Linked DNA regions of Mus musculus: region 2 is linked to region 1. The links are chromatin contacts, called in public Hi-C maps. All regions are on one chromosome and are shown on one strand. Each heading gives the region's core, a stretch centred on a gene start, on an enhancer-like site or on the middle of the called end of the contact. The rest is flanking DNA. Distances are from core to core; before and after follow the strand shown.

The links. Hi-C and Micro-C count contacts between places; a contact is called where the count stands out from the background.
Region 2: a contact with region 1 is called in a Hi-C map of cortical neurons, with 2.5 times the contacts expected there. The contact joins two enhancer-like sites. A contact is called at or near these places in 1 of 484 Hi-C or Micro-C datasets (cortical neurons) and 2 of 115 datasets of contacts at active chromatin or transcription factors (embryonic basal ganglia and embryonic stem cells).

What each region holds. Positions count from the first base shown.
Region 1 is chr3:51,807,609-51,813,227 of GRCm38.p6, reverse strand. All of the region lies in intron 2 of Maml3 (mastermind like transcriptional coactivator 3), which reads left to right. Among named protein-coding and RNA genes, the nearest start is that of Gm46803, 100 kb to the right of the region's middle. Within about 2 kb of position 2,352, at least 13 of the 459 cell types and tissues checked have an H3K27ac peak or open chromatin away from gene starts, as enhancers often do. A contact at or near this core is called in cortical neurons, where this site is marked.
Region 2 is chr3:52,005,054-52,010,672 of GRCm38.p6, reverse strand. The region is part of intron 1 of Maml3 (mastermind like transcriptional coactivator 3); the gene reads left to right. Among named protein-coding and RNA genes, the nearest start is that of Maml3, 97 kb to the left of the region's middle. Within about 2 kb of position 2,807, at least 184 of the 459 cell types and tissues checked have an H3K27ac peak or open chromatin away from gene starts, as enhancers often do. A contact at or near this core is called in cortical neurons, where this site is marked.

The DNA.
Region 1 (5,619 bases), core at 1,103-3,602:
CAAGGTAGCGGCTCGTGAGTACCACTACATCCAGGTCTCCCCTGTGAGGGCATTTCAGCCTTGAGCACAGCATGGATTGCAAGTCTGCCCAAGAGAGCACCTCTGTGTGTCAGGCCTCAGCAGCTAGCTCTTGTTCCATAAAATGTCACTGACGCTGAAGTTGAGTCCCAGGGTAGCATGGACACACGTGCATGCTTTGCTCACAGGCATCGTGAGGTTCTGGGCCCTGAGATCCTCGCGGTCGTCCTACGAGAAGCAGAGGAAGAACAGCTGCAGACTTCCGTTCTCATCTCCACTCTCATATGAGCTGTGAATTTGATAAATGCCAGCCTGAAGAGCAATTGATTTATTAATTAGCTGATTCAGAATGTTCTTAGGACTCATTTGGAATATGGAGTCATTATAATTTAAAAATGTCAGCTCAGTACACTAGAAGAGGAGATGGCTCCTCCCAGGGGTCCTGTAGGCAAAGCCTTTCTCCTTTGGTCGGTCTTAGTTTTTCTCCATGGCTCTGATGCCACCCACAGGAGGTCACTTCATTGAGCCTCAAATAAGAAACCTCAAGAACTAAAGTAATGTCCATTGTTTTGAAACAAACGCTGGACTACAGATCAGGACAGGCTCAGACCAAGCGGGGCAGTAACAGTTTGCCTATTAACCGGAGCCAGTAGCCAGTCCATGACAAGACTCCAAATAAGGAAGTTGCTTTAGTTTAGAACTGACTTCTACGGCTGCTTCAGCTGCATACGATCCGTGGTCTCTGTGGGCAGGTGTCCCATACTCTCTACAGGTGACTCGGTGAGCTGAGTAGATTATAGCGTGGGCTGCATGAAATTACTGGGCATTTTAATTGAGTTTAAGGTCTTATTTTTGTATTGTTCGGATAAATGGGTAATTGGGAGCTGATGGCTGTGTATAATTTGGCATTTTAGTTCATAATTTTTGAATTGAATTTTACGGTGAGTGAATTTATTGTCTGGTGAATTCTGCATGTATGCACTTGCTTCCGGTGGCCAGAGTTCAACTCCAGGTAACGTTACTCCTAAGGGCATGTCCACCTGTTTGTTTGTTTTTTCAATAGAGTCTCTCCCAGGTTCCTGGAACTCAACAATTTGACTAGTCTGACTGGGCAGAGAACGTCAGAGATCCTGCTATCTCAGTACCTCCAATGCTGAGATTACATATAGGTACCCCAAGGCCTGTTTGTTTGTTTTTATGACTGCCAGAGGGTTAACTCTAGTCCTCGAACTTTTGTGGCAAGGGTTTTACCAACTGAGCCATCTCACCAGGCCAGAGGAGTTGTTAAATGTGAGCCTCTATACCCAGAGAGGAAACATGTCCTAATCATATACTCAGCTTTGGCAGAAGGCCGATGGAATAGTCTTTCTCTTGCTTACTGAGCTGGACAGTAGGCTGAGGTATTGGGCAGTGAGGGATGAGGTCTTGATCATGCTTACATTGTCCAGTGGATGAGTGTGAGCTTCCCAGGGGACAGATATCAGTAATTATAGGTTTAACCCTTCCTACCTTCTCTTCAGAGGAAAAGAAAATTAAAGGGAAAAAAAAGACAACTAATAAGCAGAGACTTGCTTGTTCACCATGCTGGAGATTCATGCTTGGGCCAGGAGCACAGGACTCCTGAGAGCTTCCTACATGCCCAGCAGCGGAAGAAAGCCATTTCAGGTGCTTCAGACACCAAGCCTTTGGCATTGAGCAGGGTAGAATTGGTTGAACCGGAAAGTCAGATTGATCAGGGTACTTTGAATAAGTTTATGAATAAGTTCCTTACGATCCCTGGGTGTGTGTATGTGTGTGTGTGTGTATGTGTGTGTATGTGTGTCTACCTCCTTCCTAGACTAATGCTTAGAGGTCTGAGTTCTCTTCCCCTTTTTACACATATGATACATGTGTCCACCTCGGTTGTATGCTGTGTACAAAACAGGCATGCTCATGTGAACACGTGCCCGTCAGCATGCCACCTGCCTTTCTTCTACTAAAGAGCAAGTACTTGAGCATGAAGAAAACAACATTCATTCCTCCCTTGTCACCCTTTTTGACAACCTTCAAACATTTCAGCTCTCTTTGAAAGAACTTCAATCAGTATAGCGTCCCAGTGCAGGCACCAGTATTCCCTGTGAAGGCTTGCGCCGGGTCACCACTGTCTCCATGTTGGAAGCCCATGTCCCCTCTCCCAGGGGATGGCCTTGTCTGAAGGTACTTCCCTGAGCCCTCAGTGAACTCTGAACCTTTTATTGATCTTGTGAGCATCTGGCTCCCTTCTGATATCAGGAAGAATGGCGGTTGCTGGCCCTGGCCTTGGTCCTGGACAAATAAATGTGTTTGTCAAAGCTCTTTCCTGACACAGCTTGTCTCTAGCCCAGGTGGTACGGTGGAGGGTAATTAGTTCTCTTTATTGGAGGGGACATAAGGATGCTCGGCTGTCCCCACCAGTGGACACATGCGGAAAGAGTCTGTGAATGCAGCTGGCCCTTGCCTTTTCATGATGCTAATGGGCAGCGTGGAAAAAAAAAGTAACTTCCTACCACAGGCACCGAGCAACACCTGTCAAACAAAAGCAGTGTTTTGTTGGTTTTTTTTTCCTCGCCATTGATAAGTGTGACTTGTGGAGGCCAGCGATAGGATATTCATGTTTATCTCCTAAGTGCATGGAGTGCTTGCAAAAATAAATGAATGAATGAATGAATAAATAAATAAATAAATAAATAAATAAAACCAGCAGTGGCCTTATTACCACTCGACATGACACCAGGTTTAGCTGTTTCCAGTGGCATGGTGCTGTAGCCTTTTCGAATGACAGCCGGGGTCAGAGTTGTTAGAGAACCACACACGAGAGTGAGGTGCGATCTGGGGGAATCATTCCAGCCCCTCTCCCTGTTCCTTCCTGGAAGCATCAAGGCTTAGTTAGAGCTTGCAACTTGGCCTGGGTGACTTTCCGTTCTTTTCTTTGTTAAGATTATTGGGGAAGCCTGTTTGTTCTTTGACCTTAGGTGGAGAAGATGAGAGAGAAAGACAGATCTGGCAGTAGCATTCTCACCAGCGATGAAGAAGGGGAAGGCCAGGGCCGGCTGCTTGCTGCTTTTCTCTTAGCTGACGAGTGGTTCTTTGTTGCCTAGAGGGCTGTGGGGAGGGAGCTAACAGCATCGAGTCTCTCTTGCTATGGCAGCCAGGCTGAGGAGCTGAGTAAACTGAGTGGAACTTTATAATTAGTCCCCTACATCCTCCCCCTCCTCCCTGTTTTATGAAGACCGTTTTAACGAATTCAGTGAGCAGAATTTCCTCCATCATGCTTGAAACCACATAGCATTTGATTCTAGTGTCAAAGGTGGTCACCCAGAATCCTTGGCTCCTTTCACCGTGACTGGTTGCCAGCATCCTAGAGCAGCTCCAGTGTTGAGCAGAAAGAGCCAACGCACGGGCTTCACTCGGAGTCTGTGAATGGCGGGGGACTCTCCATCTACAGCTGTGCATGCGGAAGGATGCATGGGAGCTATGAAACACTATTTCTGGAATCCTCTTTGGATGTTGCAGGAGGGCACACAGTGGACAAACAGCAAGCCTCTTCCATAAGCTCAGGAGCCCCTGGACCCATCCCAGTCTCTGATTGGTTTCATGTCGTGTCGCAAAGCCCTAGTCTGATAGGCTGCAGAAGGGCCTTTCCTCCCACCAGTACTTTCTAGAAGGATGTTGCCATAGGGCAATAAACATAGTGATACACTCATTTTCAAATTCACTGTTGGTTGTTAAAAGCTCACAAAAGCAGTTGCGAGGCAGAGGCTGAAGAATCACCACACACCACCCTGGGCTACATAAAAAGACCACACTAGCCTGTGCTACACCGCAATGCCAGGCCAAACAACAACAACAGCAACAGAAAGCATATGTTAGTTGCTTGTGCCTCTGCCTTCAAAGACTAGGTCATGTCATTTGTCAAAGGTGGTTCGTGCCAGGCCATTGTGCTCTGTGTGTGTGTGTGTGTGTGTGTGTGTGTGTGTGTGTGTGTGAATGAAGACATGGATGCACACAACGCACATGTAGAGGTGTCTCCCAATTTTCCACCATCTTTGAGAAACGGTCTCTAGTTCACTGTTGCATATGCCACCTTAGCCTGCCCTAAGCTTTGAGAGATTCCCCTGTCTCGACCACCCATCTCGCCAGAGTAGTTCTGGAATTACAGGTACTTGCTACTGAGACACCCAGCTGTTTACATAGGTTCTGGGGATTTGAACTTGGGTCCTTGTGGGCCTTTTCTAGCAGCCGACATTGCACACCAGGTCCTGCTGTCTGAACGAGTCCTGCCAGGTCATGCTGAAATGCTATGGATATTTCCTTAGATCACCGTGGACTAGGAGTGCCACTGAGTCACAAAGCTCCCTTTTGTGGCAATCCCTCTTGACTTTTTGAGAGTCCTAGGTTTGTGAATCTAGAGTTGTCTGCCTGGCCTGGCCTCCACCATCTGCTCCGAGAACACTTGCTTTCTGATGCCAGGACTGGCTTTCCATCCTCTAGTCCAAGTTCACAGCTATCAAGAAACAGCCTCTAGTGGGGAGTCGAGCCATCACTTAGTGCCATGGTATGGTTTGTGTCCCTTGAGTCCCTACTAGATCTTCTGCAGATCTAGTAAGAACTTCTATGCACAGAAGAGAGGGATATCTCTGGCGCCCTGAGGACACAGCCATGAGCTGTTTTTTGCTGTCTTTGTGAGGCATTTGGAAACTTTCCACTCACCCGAACTCACACAGAATAAGTCACATGCTGCTCTGGGAATGGAGCTCTGGATGAGAAAAACAGAGTGCGTTCTGGGTGCGTCTCCTCCGCTTGGCCCTGGTGGTAGCAGCCTCCACCCCCAGCTGCTTCTCTCGATCCTCCCAAGTGTATCTCCATACCCACCATCTCCTTGTCTCTTTGCGGGTCATTTATAATCAGCAGTCATGGCATACAGGCCTCATTAGTGATATAGCCATTCCTTCGGTGCTTCAGAAATAATCATTTAGAAAAAAATGCACTGTTGCCCTCCCCTGAGAGCCCATGAGTGATGAATTTATTTCAGTTTGGCTGGCTTGGCTGGCTTGCTCAACCTGATTTCCATATTTATTTCAACAAACAATGTAGGGTGGGAACAAGAAACTGCATCCTGGGTGTACACACACACACACACACACACACACACACACACACACACACGCACGCTCACACTGCATATCCGCTCCGAACTCAGTTGCTCGTTGGGGGAGGAGCAAAAGACAGGCCAACAAAAGAATATTCCATGAAAAAAATAAATTGATCTGTTGGACAAGGATGAGGGGCGGTACGGCAAATCATGAGCTCACTCGTGGTTGCTGAATCTGAGGAAGTATGGGGATTCCTATTAATGAGTGTCAGATTCTCAGCCCCATCCTCTAGTAAAGGCAGTTTTCAAGAATTCTTTAGCCCCTTCGTCTTGTTGCATCTGTGTAGCCATTGATGCAGTGGGCAGGGAGCCATCTCTCTTTACCTTCAGCTCTTAGCGAAAACCTTTATATTAACTTTAACTTTACCTGGATCCAAGTTGCTACTCAAGAATTTACATCAGGTTTCGGAGAAATGACTTAGCATTGGCTG
Region 2 (5,619 bases), core at 1,558-4,057, 200 kb before region 1:
AGTCTGAGTATCCAGCTATCCCGGGTGCTTGGGAATCAAAAGCTAAATACGTAGTGATGCTGGAGCCTCCTGCATTGCTGTGCATTCTGATTATCATGTAGGGTGAAGACACCTTACATGCTTTGCTCAGGATGAAAGGAGTTAGGGGCTCCTGAATGGCTGATGCTGTGATCGCCCACGCTAACTGTTCTTGATACTTCTAATATGACTTTAAGCCTACTACCTTTTTAGCAGCGTGTATGTGTGTGTGTGTCTATGTCTCTATGTGTGCTGTCTATCATGTAGGTAGGTATGTGTGTGGTATCTATACGTGAGTGTGTGGTATGTGTGATGAGGAAGGGGAAAGTTATATGTAGCACATGTATTGTGGTGTGGGTAAAGTGTGGTGTGTGTGTGTGGTATATGTGTATTGTGTATTTTGTATGTGTGCTTTGTGTGTGTGTGTGTGTGTGTGTGGTGGTGGTGGTGGTGGTGGTATTGTGTGTGTAACCAGAATTGTTCAGACTGTTGCTGCATATTTCCTGGAGCCAGGACTCCTGTACGTGTGGATATTGTTACAGTCATTATGGGCATTTTTTAGCTAGGCTTCAGAAGACTGTAGCTTGCTTTTCTAATTAAACGGATTCTTTCTCCAAATGGGAGGGAGTCCCTGGTACCCAAAGAACTATACCAGACACAAGAAACACCATTTGAGTGACAGTCTCATCCTACAACCCATGGAAAAGCAGTTTCTGTGAATCCTGTTATCTAGCCCTAGAACTTTACTTCATGTTTTCCTCTGTGAAATTCAGTGGATAATCTGCCTCTCTCAGAATGATTCCGTTTATTTCCGAGAGGATTCACCTGCAGACAGTGTGGACTTTTAGCAACCTCTTATCTGTCCCTCTTGTGTTGGGTCTCTGCTAATAGTGGGCTGTATCCCTACAAAGGAGACTTGAGTGTCAGGTAGGTGCCAAGGCCAGCCTGTATGTGAGGGGCTTCAGGTGCCCTCATTGAACTGTTAACCTGGCGGGGGAGGGGTAGGAGAGGGCATGCAGCGGTGCCCCAGGAGTGGGGCAAATGGCTGCTTTGAAGAACCCAGCTAGAGAAGGATGTACAACTGTTCTTGAGCAGTAGGTGTCAGTATAGTCAGTGACTTCTTCAGCTCGGCACAGAAGGGGTTAACCGGGTCTGCTTTAGACAGTGCTGCCGGGTGTAGCCCATCTGTGCCCTCCACAGTACTGGTCTTTGTCTCAGGGCACCAGTTGACACCAGGGGAAGACCCATGTTGACTAACTACATTCCCCTCTAAGAAATAAAAGGAGGTACTTTGTCATCTGTGGTTTGGAGTCTAAGACCGGGTCTTGGATGTTGTGGGATGGATTGGGGTTTATTGGATATAGAAGTTAGGGGGTCTTTATAGAGCATGGTAGGGGGGTCTAGAACAGGGGGAAGGGGAGGTTATGTACTCTGAGGGGATATGAATGAGCTGGATGCTTTTCCTTATTATCACTGGCACAACGTCTGCTACAGGCAGGCAGGGAGACCTTCAGAGCTCATCCCAGCCTCCTCAAAATACCTCTTGAATCACAGAAGCAGCAAAGAGAAACCCAAAATCTCCCCCTACACACATACATACACACACCACATCACACACTACACACATACATACACACACCACATCACACACTACACACATACATACTCATACACACACCACACCACACCACACCACATCACACACTACACACATACATACACACACCACATCACACACTACACACATACATACTCATATACACACCACACCACACCACATCACACACTACACACATACATACACACACCACATCACACACTACACACATACATACTCATACACACACCACACCACACCACATCACACACTACACACATACATACACACACCACATCACACACTACACACATACATACTCATATACACACCACACCACACCACATCACACACTACACACATACATACACACACCACATCACACACTACACACATACATACTCATACACACACCACACCACACCACATCACACACTACACACATACATACATACACACACCACATCACACACTACACACATACATACTCATATACACACCACACCACACCACATCACACACTACACACATACATACTCATACACACACCACATCACACACACAGCCCAGGTCTTGTCTGTCTGTCTCTCTCTCTCTCTCACACACACACACACACACACAGCACAGCACACTTTACAGGATTGTCTTTCTCTTTTGCCATTTTCTACTCCAAAGGGCTAATTGTTGGCCACTATGATGGAATTTAGCACTTAGAAACAGCTACTGTGTTGATTAATTAAAAAAAAGAAAAGAAAAAGAAAAAAGAAAGAAAAAGAAAAGGAAGAAAGCCATGATTCCTACCTAGCCAATTGCCTTTTCAAGCACACCCAATTTTACTTGTCTTTTCTAGTAATACCCTAATGTGAGAATAAGACTGACTGAACTCACTGAGAGTTGTAGATTCACCCCTACCTCCCAGATAACCATCTTTCCATCCACCTCCCTTGCAGCACAGTAGAGTGTCCCTTAAAACAAAAACTATGTGTAGACCACCTAGGGTGATACAGACATGCTCATGGGACAGAGCTCGTGTCCGGTTTTTGCCTGGCTGGCTGTCTTTATCAGCCTGATGAAGCCTTGTTCTTGGGAGTACAATATGTTAAGCTAGATTGCTCTTTCTTCTCCCCTTCTGTCTCCCTTTTAAAGCATCGCACACTCCCTGGGCCAGGTGGCGTTGCTTCCTGCCTCCGCTGCTCGCTGCTCGCTGTTGCTAAGCGAGAGGCACCCGCTCGCACATGATGCTGAACCAATAGCGTCCTGACCCCCATTGGCTGGTAAAAGCCAAAGAAAGAGAATCCCACCGCGCCGCCTGTGACCGGTGGGTCCTCCTCCCCCTCCCACCTTTTCTCTTCCGACAGGAAGGGGCGGTGGCGGTGAGGGCGATGGGAGGAGGAAGGGGGAAGAAAGGATGGGGGAGGCGAATCCTACCACGTTCTGCCTTACTTGGGATAAATGCCATTTTTTTCTTCCTTTGTGAAGCAAAGGAACAGTGGCTTCCCCATGCAGATGCGCTTCTTCCCGTCCCGAAACTACCCCTGCTGTCAAAGCCCATAGTCGGAAAGAGCGGGTTGTTGACCTGCAGACCTGTGCTTTCTCTCTCTCTCTCTCTCTCTCTCTCTCTCTCTCTCTCTCTCTCTCTCTCTCTCTCTCTCTCTCTCTCTCTCTCTCGGAATAGGGCCAAGCAGTTAAGGTCCTCAGTTTTGGAGGCCCTGGGACCGTTCTGTCCTTTCTTCCTCCTCTTCACCCCTCTCCTTTCCTTTCTGTCTCACAATATCTTTTTTCCCAGAATGCAATTCATTGGAGTGTTAAAAATTAGCAGAGGGTGTTTTTACATCTTGTGAGGACACCGGCAGAACATTGGTGAGGGGGGGGGTGGTGGTGAAGGAAGCGGTATCCGTACAAAAGTCATTTTTAAAACTCCCCCATTAGGATTCTTAGTCCTTGGCAAATTCTAGTAAAGAACAAAATGGAAATGACAGGCGATCTTGACTGGCAAACTGCCAGTGTAGACAGCCAGTGGTAGGTTTGAGATTATATAGAGGAAATGACCTTTCTCCTATAATTACCTGGATATTTTGAGAAACATCGGACCCGAGTTACCTGGATAATTATAGCTTTGCAGATCTGACCTCGGGACAACACAGATTTCATGGAGAATGCTCTCTTTGGTGATGAAGGTGAGAGGCACCACTGCTTTTGCAGCCCAGGAACAAGACGCCCTCCTGTGTGCGCTGATAACTGCAAGTGTCCCCTGGCCTTTAGCAGACAGCATTAGGTTTCTTCTACCCTCTTCCTGGATTTGCCATTGGGGTGCACAGTCAAAAGGATGAAACCTGTTCCATTCCTCACTCGGGATCCCACAGAATAAAAGATCCTTCTCCCTCCCCATCTGCCTTTCCCAGCCTTTACACGGATTCTTGGTTTTTTTGTTTGAACCAGAGCTAAATGGCTTTTATAGGAGGAAGCACAGCTAAGGCTAGATTAAGCCGAAGGGATCACACGGGGAAATGTTTACAAAGGTTGAGGAACTCCAATGTTTCCCTTTTAGTCTGAAGAGCAAAGGTAGCCAGTGCTGCCTGCAGCCTTTGCAACATTTAGACAAGATTCGGAACCAGTCTTGATTCGGAACCAGTCTTGTTCTCCCTGCTTCTGGTTTCATCTGGGTTAAACCAGAGGCGTGCACACATTATGGTGTGTCGGGTTCATGCAATGCCTTTGTCATCTACTGGGTCTAAAGTAAAACTCCTAAAATGGGCTAAGAAGTAAAAAGGAGAAAGAGGAGGAGAAGGAGGAGGAAGGAAGGAAGGAAGGAAGGAAGGAAGGAAGGAAGGAAGGAAGGAAGGAAGGAAGGAAGGAAGACCAGAGAGTTCTGTACACTTGACTCTTCCTTCAGCAAGCTCAACTCAGCTTTGATATATTTACCCACCTCCCCCCTTATCCAGAGCAGAGTTGGGAGCCAGGCCCTGACTTCATTATTGAGATGCAGGCGCCATGCTCCAGCCAAGGGAACCTGCCAGGACCTGCTCTGCTTCTTCTCTTCTTCTCGTTGAGAATTCTCTCCTTTCAATCCTGGTTTCACACCCACCTCCTAACAACACAGCTGGCCAAAGGCAAATCCCTCTAAGTCCTTAGGTGTCCTGCCTCAGATTCACACATGTGACTCTAACAGCCCGTGTAGGTGCTGGGTGTGATGTGTCTTGAAGGACTCTTCTGCGTGCCTGATACGTGCTCTGCTTTGCCAGCTCTGCCCTCCTTCCACACTGACTCTTCCCATGTGGAAATCGTAGCCACAAAACACACCTCAGATTCCATTTCCTTGGTGAGCCATCTCTCTGTCTCTTCCACTGGGACCTCATCTTCCAGCCCCATGAAGTACTAAAGGCCACTTTTTTTTTCTTTTTCTTTTAGAACTCTCTGTCTTCTCTTCTGAGTTGAGCCTCTTATACTCTTGGCCCTACCAGCAGCAGCTTGATGTTGGCCTCTGTATAGAGACAGAGCCTGTCTCTAGATGCTATCCCAGAATCCCCTTTGGCATCCCTGAACTACCACTTCAGATAAGTGCATAATGACATGCAGTGAGCTTGCTGTTCAACCAGTTTCAGACTGACCCCAGGCACCTACCCCTGTCGGCCATTTGCTAGCTCTCAATTCCTCCTTTGTGGAAAATTAGAAAATATATCTCCTCCATTTTAAGTTGCTCAGGGCTGGAGTCTCCTGTCACATTTCCTCTTTAGTTTGTTTTCCCATTGCCATAACAAAATACTCAAGGCTAGATAATTCACTAAAAATAAAGTTTACAGGGGCTTGGCTCAAAAGCACTTGTTTTTTCAGAGGCCCTGGGTTTGGTCCCAGCACCCACAGAGTAGCTTATAACCATCAATGGCTACAGAGAATCCATCTCCTCCTTCTGATCTCCAAGGGCACCAGGCACATACACAGCACACATACATATACATGTGCTAAATACCCATACATGTGAAACAAGTCTAAATATTTCTTGTTGT